Regions from separate parts of the Gossypium hirsutum genome. Here region 1 is linked to region 2. Evidence: chromatin contacts called from public Hi-C data. All regions are on one chromosome and are shown on one strand. The core of a region is the stretch at or near the end of the contact, and the rest is flanking DNA. Distances in the headings are between cores, read along the strand shown. Region 1 holds the start of LOC107935978 (regulatory-associated protein of TOR 1). Region 2 holds the start of LOC107935962.

The links. Hi-C and Micro-C count contacts between places; a contact is called where the count stands out from the background.
Region 1: a contact with region 2 is called in a Hi-C map of leaf, with 1.6 times the contacts expected there. The contact joins the promoter of LOC107935978 here to the promoter of LOC107935962 in region 2. A contact is called at or near these places in 6 of 34 Hi-C or Micro-C datasets (callus, leaf and seedling).

The regions. Positions count from the first base shown.
Region 1 is chrA02:405,213-409,135 of Gossypium_hirsutum_v2.1, reverse strand. LOC107935978 (regulatory-associated protein of TOR 1) reads right to left here and starts at 1,367. Exons shown (of 23, transcript XM_041087588.1): 1 at 507-1,367. The coding sequence starts at 836. LOC107935989 (alanine--glyoxylate aminotransferase 2 homolog 3, mitochondrial) reads right to left here. Exons shown (of 9, transcript XM_016868627.2): 6 at 3,868-3,923; 7 at 3,675-3,788; 8 at 3,511-3,597; 9 at 2,256-2,501. The coding sequence ends at 2,458.
Region 2 is chrA02:268,293-272,603 of Gossypium_hirsutum_v2.1, reverse strand. LOC107935962 reads right to left here and starts at 1,602. Exons shown (of 9, transcript XM_016868590.2): 1 at 951-1,602; 2 at 1-113. The coding sequence starts at 1,199. It overlaps LOC107935961, which reads right to left. Exons shown (of 9, transcript XM_016868589.2): 7 at 4,229-4,311; 8 at 3,672-4,066; 9 at 3,175-3,592. The coding sequence ends at 3,532.

The sequences.
Region 1 (3,923 bases), core at 118-2,617, 140 kb before region 2:
TACTGGGATGGTAAAAACAACAGCAGATTACTTAATGTACAAAGTATTCAACTCTTCCAGACTCTAATGCTTTGATTTGGAGGAGTACAATGTCTTCATGACTTCCATTGCTAGGTGACCACATCAAATTCAAGGATTTCAAACTTAATTGACAGTACTAATTCCATAATGTTATGCTAGCACATCTAAGAATCCCCCTCCCTTCTATCCAATGTACTAAAGCCCTATTAAAATTTTAGTTTTAGACCCAAAATGGCATAGATATGAACCAATTTTAGCAACATTTCTAATAACCTCTAAACGAAGTCAAATTTTCTTAACCTCTAAACGAAGTCAAATTTTCTTACTTCCGAATATCAATAGGAAATTCTAATTATTTGCACAATCCCATCTTTTCCTACTGCAGTGTAAATATTTTTTTCTCTTAAACCCATTATTAGATATAATCAGTCAAACGAATGGTAAGCAAAAAAAGAAGAAAACAAGCTAGAAAGGAAAGGACTTACTCGGTCCTTGGGGCGCCATTTGGAAACAAGGCCACTATCAGAGGGTCCAGTTGGCGTGGAAGCTTCAAAGGCAGCATGCCGAAGCTCGCATAAAACAACAGTTTGCGGCAAGTAAGCCATGATCGTAGGCACAGTGGCCGTGGAAGTAACGGCATTGGCGTAACTGCTAGTTGATACAGCATCTAAATCCCTCCTCTGAGACATCAAGTCAGCATAAGCAACATCGTCCTCATGGTAGCCGCCACTGCTGACGTTACCGTCGATGACATGATTCGATACCGCCAACGACAATTGCGAAAATCGTGACGTCATCAGATCACCCAATGCCATTCAAATCCCGCGAAACAAAAAAAAAATACAAACACAAAAAACCCTCGGATTCAAAATTTTAATCAATAGAAACTAATCTCACCAAAACCTAGCCTTTTTTTTGCTCCAAACTGATCAACAAGAGAAACTGATACGCATATATAGAGTGAGATGGGAAAAGGAAAGAGATTTGATCAACGAAGCCGCTGGACCAGCGGCGCATTGAGATTCGCCAGAAGAAAGAGAGATAATCCAGCTCGGAAATTTGTAGAAGGAAACCGAGAAAGGGGAAAGTTGAAGGATTTGAAACCCTAGATGACGGCGGCGGCGACGACGACGATGCTGGTGTGGTGGTGGAGCATAGAACAGTGACGGCACAATAAAAAAATGATGTATTAAAATTAAATTTTAATTTTAATTTTTTGAATAATAAAAATAAAAATGAAAGAGAGAAAGGGAAGGGAAGTGTATCTTAAGTCTCAAAGCTGAAATATGGATTTTTTTTTTTAATTTTGTTTTTTTGGTTAAAAAAGTGTTATGCGTTTCCACTGTGCATTGTTTTTACGCCTGCGTTTCCTTTATATTTATATATTCTACTCTATCCCAATTTAAATACGATTCAATTATAAAAAAAATTAATAATATTAATCCGAATTGATTCAATCTGAAAAAAATTAATTTAAATCAAAGTAATTTATTAATGATAAAACTTTAGATTGGATTCTTAATACATTAAGTGTTATCTTTAGTAAAGATCTTGTCTAAAACTAGAGATAGCTCTTTCCTAACTCATAAATAGGAGGAAAATGCATTTCAGCGCTCTCGAACCCACATCCTCTTACATTAATAATAATGTTGATACCAATCGAGTTATGACTTAATCGATAAATTTTATTAAAAGCTTAAATGACTAAAAAAGGTAATGAATTCGTAAAGTATAGGTTCAAATCCAATAATTATATATAAGACAAGGATTCGGTCTCATCTATGCACAAACACACATGATTTGCCTTCTCAAGCACTTGATGAGACGTTATTGCTCTCTATACCCATTAGTTTTTCAATCATTCAGACTTTTGATAGAATTAGGAGTTAAAACTCTATCGAAGATAATAATTGACTAAAAAATAAAATTGAATAGTTGAGTGACGATTTTGTAATTTTTTATAGTTATATGGCTAAAAAGGAAATTTATTAATAATTAGTGACCATTTTGTAATTTTTATAATTAAATAACCAAAAAAGTATTAATAATTAAGTAATTATCGGTGTAATTTACTCTTAATTTAATTTGAATGAAATAACAGAATTGGGTTTTTCTTTAATTTCTTGTTGATATAAATTAAACCATGGGGGACTTTGAGATCCAAAATCTTTTGGGGTCAATTTGTTAAATTTATTGAAGCATTAATCTATAGATGGATTGATGATTTTCACATATAAGACTAAGGGAGTTTATGATACACATTGATAACTTCAGACTTAAAACATCTAATTATATTCTATTTTTTTCTACATTTAAATCAAGCGCTTCGTAATTCATTCGATGCTTAACTTAATTGATTCGTGTAATCATTTTTTTGTAATCTTTTCTCGTATTATTGAGCTTCAACCTCGTTTGCATGAAAGAATAACGGAGGCGTTACATCTTTGACATTGTGTAATCCATAGCATCTACAAGGAAATCTGCAACAAGAAATTCAGAAGGAAATGAACTTACGTTATTTGGACTTGGATGTGAGTTTTACATATGGATATATATTACCTCCTAGATCTATGTCGAGAATCCAAAAATGAGTAGGACACGAGTATTTAAAAAGATAAAATTATAAATTTAACTCTCAATGTTTACACTTTTATCAATTTAGGCTTTAATTTTTTTAAGCTAAATTTGGCTTTTAATCTTTACAAAAAGAGTCAAATCACTTTTCTTTAACAGAAAATGTTGACTAAAATATTAATTTTGTAACATTATTGGCCTGCCAACTCACATGAGAGTCCATGTACACTTTATGATTAAATGCCCTATTTTTTTTATATGTCACACCAACAATTAATTTAAAAATTATAAAAATTAAAAATAAATCAAAATTAAAAAAAAGTATAAAAAGTTCATAAAGATTCAAAAAAATTAACATGAAGTATACTCGGATTGCCATGAAGGCTATCGCGTTTATAAAATTAACATTTTAGCTAGTATTTTTGTTTAAAAAAATTTATTTCGATTCTATTTCAAAATGTTGATGGTCAAATTTAACTCTTTTTAAAAGGTTGAGGGTCAAGTCTAGCTCAAAAAAAGAATAATGGTTAAATTGAAAAAAAATGTAAATGTTAAGAGCTAAATTTGATATTAAGTAATCCATGTTAGTAGTCACCCATTTATGTTTTTTTTCTTTTTCTTTTTTAGCCACTCAACTATGAAAAGTCACAAAATAATCATTCAATTATTAGTTTTTTTTTGTCACTCAACTATTCAATTTTGTCTTTTTTGGTCACCCAACTATCTTGGATTTTTGGGTGTTTTTATTTTACATTAGTTAGCTGATGACAAAGAAAGACAAAATTGAGTAGTCAGGTGACCTTTTTGTAACTTTTTTATAATTGAATAACAAAAAAAAAACCATAGTTGGGTGGCTTTTACTGCAATTTACCCAAAAAATAGAGTCGGAATAACATCCGAAACGGAGTAACTCACCTGCATCTTCCTTAGAAAAGCAAAGTGGAGGTGTAATTCTAAATACATTGCCATAAAATCCACCTTTCCCAACCAATACACCGATCTCTACAATAAGATTACCAGATCATTAGTAACTTAAACAAAGTACATTCCATGGCAGGCTTAATGTGAAGAAACCTAACCTTTCATTTGGTCCAATACATGAAGTGTTTCAAGCTTTGCCGGTGTCTTGAGCTCGTGATCAGTGACAAGTTCGACTCCGAGCATCAATCCACGTCCTCTCACATCCCCGATAACTGCATTTACATAGTACAATCAGGCAATCAGCAATGCCGGTTCCGAATTGAATGATGTTTACAAAGTCTTAAAGCTTACGGTCATGTTTATCTTTTAGTGCAATTAGTCTCTCTTTCAAGTAAGATCCTACGACG
Region 2 (4,311 bases), core at 353-2,852:
GAACACACATCATTTGCCAGAGCCTCCTCAAAGATTAAGCCTCCGAAGGCAGTCAAGTCGATATCTCCATCAGGAAGATAGGTCTTCAAGGGCACTGACCCAAACGGAAATACCTGTAATAAATACAAGCTAAAGGATTAATATCTATACAAATCAATCGCTAATTTAAATGAATGCTCTTAGGTTCATGATCACACCAATTGATAGCTATGAAAACCAAGACAGCTCTTAGGTTGATGATCACACCAACCGATAGCTATGAAAACCAAGACAGCAAAACGACAAAAACAATATATGAGACAATTATCACCATATTACTGAAAAAAAATGTATACGTCATATCGTCATTAACAGCCAGGTTGTTTTCAGCTGGAAACATTAAATGACAAATTTCCAAACTGAATTTCACCGTTATAGATAATTCCTTTTATGTACTCCGCTGTAATGTAACAAATATGAACCGCATTCAGTCAATCACAGATGTCAAATACTCAAAAGCACCCAATGAATAGTCCCATTATCACATCTAACTCCCAATGGACGAGACTTTAGCTAGACGTGACATTCATAAAGGTAGAACATTAACATTGTAGAAACCTCATCCATGTGATAGAGAATTTGCAATTTCCAAATGGATCGATCTCTACAACAACTATTAAGCCTAATTACGATGAATTAGAGGTTCTTCCACCACTATTCTTAGTTTTTATTTTATCAACAAATACTAATCATGTTTTCTCTTAGGTGACTCCAAACTACACAAGAATTAAGTTTAAAGCTTACACTCCATCCTAAAAATTCTTGTACTAGTAAATATAACAAATACGGTAGCCATTTCCATTTTCCACCTAAATTACTAGTTTCGAGAAAATGCTAACATTTTATCCATTTAAATCAATAAAAAGCAAAATTGAAAACTTAATTAATGTTTTTTTCTTCAAAAACCTAACCTCACAACCAAGATAATTTTTAATTAATCTCTGTACGTAATCGGTAACCGCTTTTCTCCTCTCTTCCGAAACAACAGTTGGCTGGACACGGGCTATGATCCCCTGCGTTGCTTCCTCGGCTTTTCTCCAATACTCCGCACTAATCCCCTTTTGATTCGGTGATGAAGATGGTGACGATGAATACCTGTCTCTTGACGAGACGCCGTTTGTTTCAGGCGACCAATCTAGGAGATCGCCCATCAAAAACATCAACAACAAAAAAACAGCCGCCCCTCTTCCTCCCTACGGCAAAACAATTCCGCCGCTTCACGTCTCAACGGAACGTCCAATCATTCAACGCGCTTTAGGTCGCCGCCGCCCTAAACCAACGTCCCTTCTGATGATCTAAAAACACGTTTTATTTTTTTGTTATTGTTATTCACGGTCAGGGTTTCGGGGGGGGGGGGAGAGACAAAGGAAATAAAACGACAGGGGAAATTACGACAAAACGACGGTGAAACACTGTGGAATATCTTTTTCTTTTTGCGTTTTATTGAAATTGGGGAAAAATAAAATTTGATTGTTGTAAAAAGGTAGAATCTAAAAGTGTGCGATCACGGCGGCGGCTGGAAACAGTGGTGGTTAGGGTTTGTTCCCTTTAGGACTGGGCTGGGCCTTGATTGCCCTTCTACTATTTGTCTTAATTTAAAGAATTTAAATTTATTGTAAAATCTATGCAAATTTTTATTTGTTATATTTTGGTGAAATTTTTTTTTATTATAAATATATTTTAGAGTTAAGTCAAAAAATTATTTTAGACGATAAATTTAAATTATAACTTTTTAGTAGTTAAAGTGCAATTCTATTATTATACTAATTCATATTTTTATAATTTTTATATCATTTTAGACATAAAATTATTGCGTATTCCTTAAATTCACCTTTTGATGGAACTCAATCTTGAAAATTTATTGACCTGGAACCTTAACTAAAGATGTTTATATTTTGAATATTGGATTTATTTTAGTGACCCATTTCCCTATTTAAAATTAATAAAAAAATAAATTTATATTTATATTTATATTTATATTTATATTTATCATTAAAATAAAATAAAAATATTTTTATTATTTATTGAATAGTAAAATGAGTTATTTTGGGCATGTCTAGGCAAGTAAAGCTTGAGCTTTGAAATCAAGTTTCAACTTAACTCCATTAATGAACGCCTCTAGCATTGGTCTTAACCAACAATGCAAATGCCAGTAATGTGTGTTTTTTATTACATAAATTGTGTCTTTAGGTAATATTTAAAAAAATATTTTTTGACTACTTTTATTAAAATAAATTTAAAAAAACTTGAATATTATTTTATTATATTGTAAAGATATGGGATATTATTAGTTATTCTAAACCTGGTTATGATTGTTTTTAAAAGAAATAAATTAAGGATAATAACTCATACCTTATTTAGCATAAACTAAATTAAAGGAAAAAAAATTTTGGGTGAATTACATGAAGAGGGTAAAGCCCTAATAGCAACGTAATTAGAGTGACTTGAACTCAAACCACATTCAAAACGGTAAACATTCTAACCATCGAGCCAATACACAGAGTTCAAAGATATTTATAATATTATAGCCTTATTCAGTTTATATGGTTTGCCATATTCAAATTTAGTATATATTTTGCTACAAAAATAATTCAAGGAACTTAATTACTTGCTAATTAAATAATCAAGTCTTTGAGAATAATATATTAATTTAACATAAAAATTACAAAAAAAGGTAATTTTTAGATTTAATATATTAAATAATTTGTAATGCTTTGGGCTTAGAAAAATTATTCACTATTCCATGCTCTAAATGCTATATTTAGTGTATTGGTGATCTCTACTGTAAATCATTAAAAGAAATAACATTTTTAATGTTGTTATTTTTTTTGGATTTTAAATTATTTTTATATTTTATTTTAACTTTTTAAAGTTCTTTTTGCAAGTGACTTAAAAGAGGATACTCTTTTCTTTAATATTTCACATAAGTTTTCTTTAATATTTCACATAAGTTAGCTAATGAACTATAAAGAACTAAAAGTAATCTTTAATTGCTTTTTTAAGTTAAAGACTAAATTGATAAATTTTATAAATGTTGAAGGTCAAGTCAGTTTAATAGGTAAACAACAAATTAATAAAACAACATTATAGACAGCTAAAAGAAGACTATTTGACAGTATAAAGTTACATCAACAATAAGCAATAACAATATCTGCTTCTATACTTTTTTTTCTTTGCCAGAAAACCAGTGGCAAAGATATCAAAACCTGGGCAAAATTAACAACAAAAGAGAAGGCATAATTCAACAATCCTATACATCAATAACTCACTATAAAAAGTACAGCTACGACCAGATTTAAAAAGGGACCAAAATAAAATTAGTTGAAATGTACATTATATGCCTTTGAACCACACAAAAACTAATCAAACTCCATACATGTAAACGAGCTTCGGAATATGGCTATATTCCGAGAGCAATATTCACACGAGCTGAGGGCTCAGGCTTTGTGGCTTTTGTTAGCGTTTTTACCTGTCTCTATTCTTCGGTGATTTTCAGATGGATAAAGGAGGGAAATCTTCTTCGTTTTTTAAATGGAATGATTGTACAAGTATCCTGCATGTTAGGAGAAGTAAGAAAAAAGGCACAGAGAATAGTAATACGTATTTTAGATGGAAACAATGAATTGTCGAACCTGTCCTGATCCATGCTCGCGGCTGATTTTAGCCTTTCCATTCCAGTTGAGTTTTGAGCGTTAGGAGATCCTGGATTATGCGGCTTGCCAATTTCTGTAAAGGTTGGAACCAAAGGTAGGGCCCTCATTGACCCGAATTCTACAAGCCTGTCTGGTTGATGCATTGAGCCATTGGAATTAGGGGATAATGCTTTTTCAGAACCAGAGTGGCGGAGTTCCGATGACCCTGATTTTCCAACACCCTGATTTACTGAATGCATTTGTGCCACCTCACGGTTGCTTCTCTCTGGTGAATTTGACTCTGGGGATGTAATGGCACGGCCATTGTTGCGAGGAGATCTTGCCGATGCTGGGTTCCTTCCCCTTGCTGCCAAGGACCTATCCTTGTAATAGTTCTGCAAAAATATTTAAACATAAAACCACATTGTGGCAACAAGGCCCAACAGAAACTTTAACAAATAATAGTAATATCGGTAGTAGTAAAACAAACAATGGCAAAACAACATCATGAGGCTGCATGTTTGCACCAGAAATCCAAAGGATTAGAATGAGTATACCGTATTAGGATTGGGGAAGTATGTCCCCGTTCCACGAGGCTTTGGCATTTCTTCCATTCCGAAGCCAGAACCATGTAGAACTG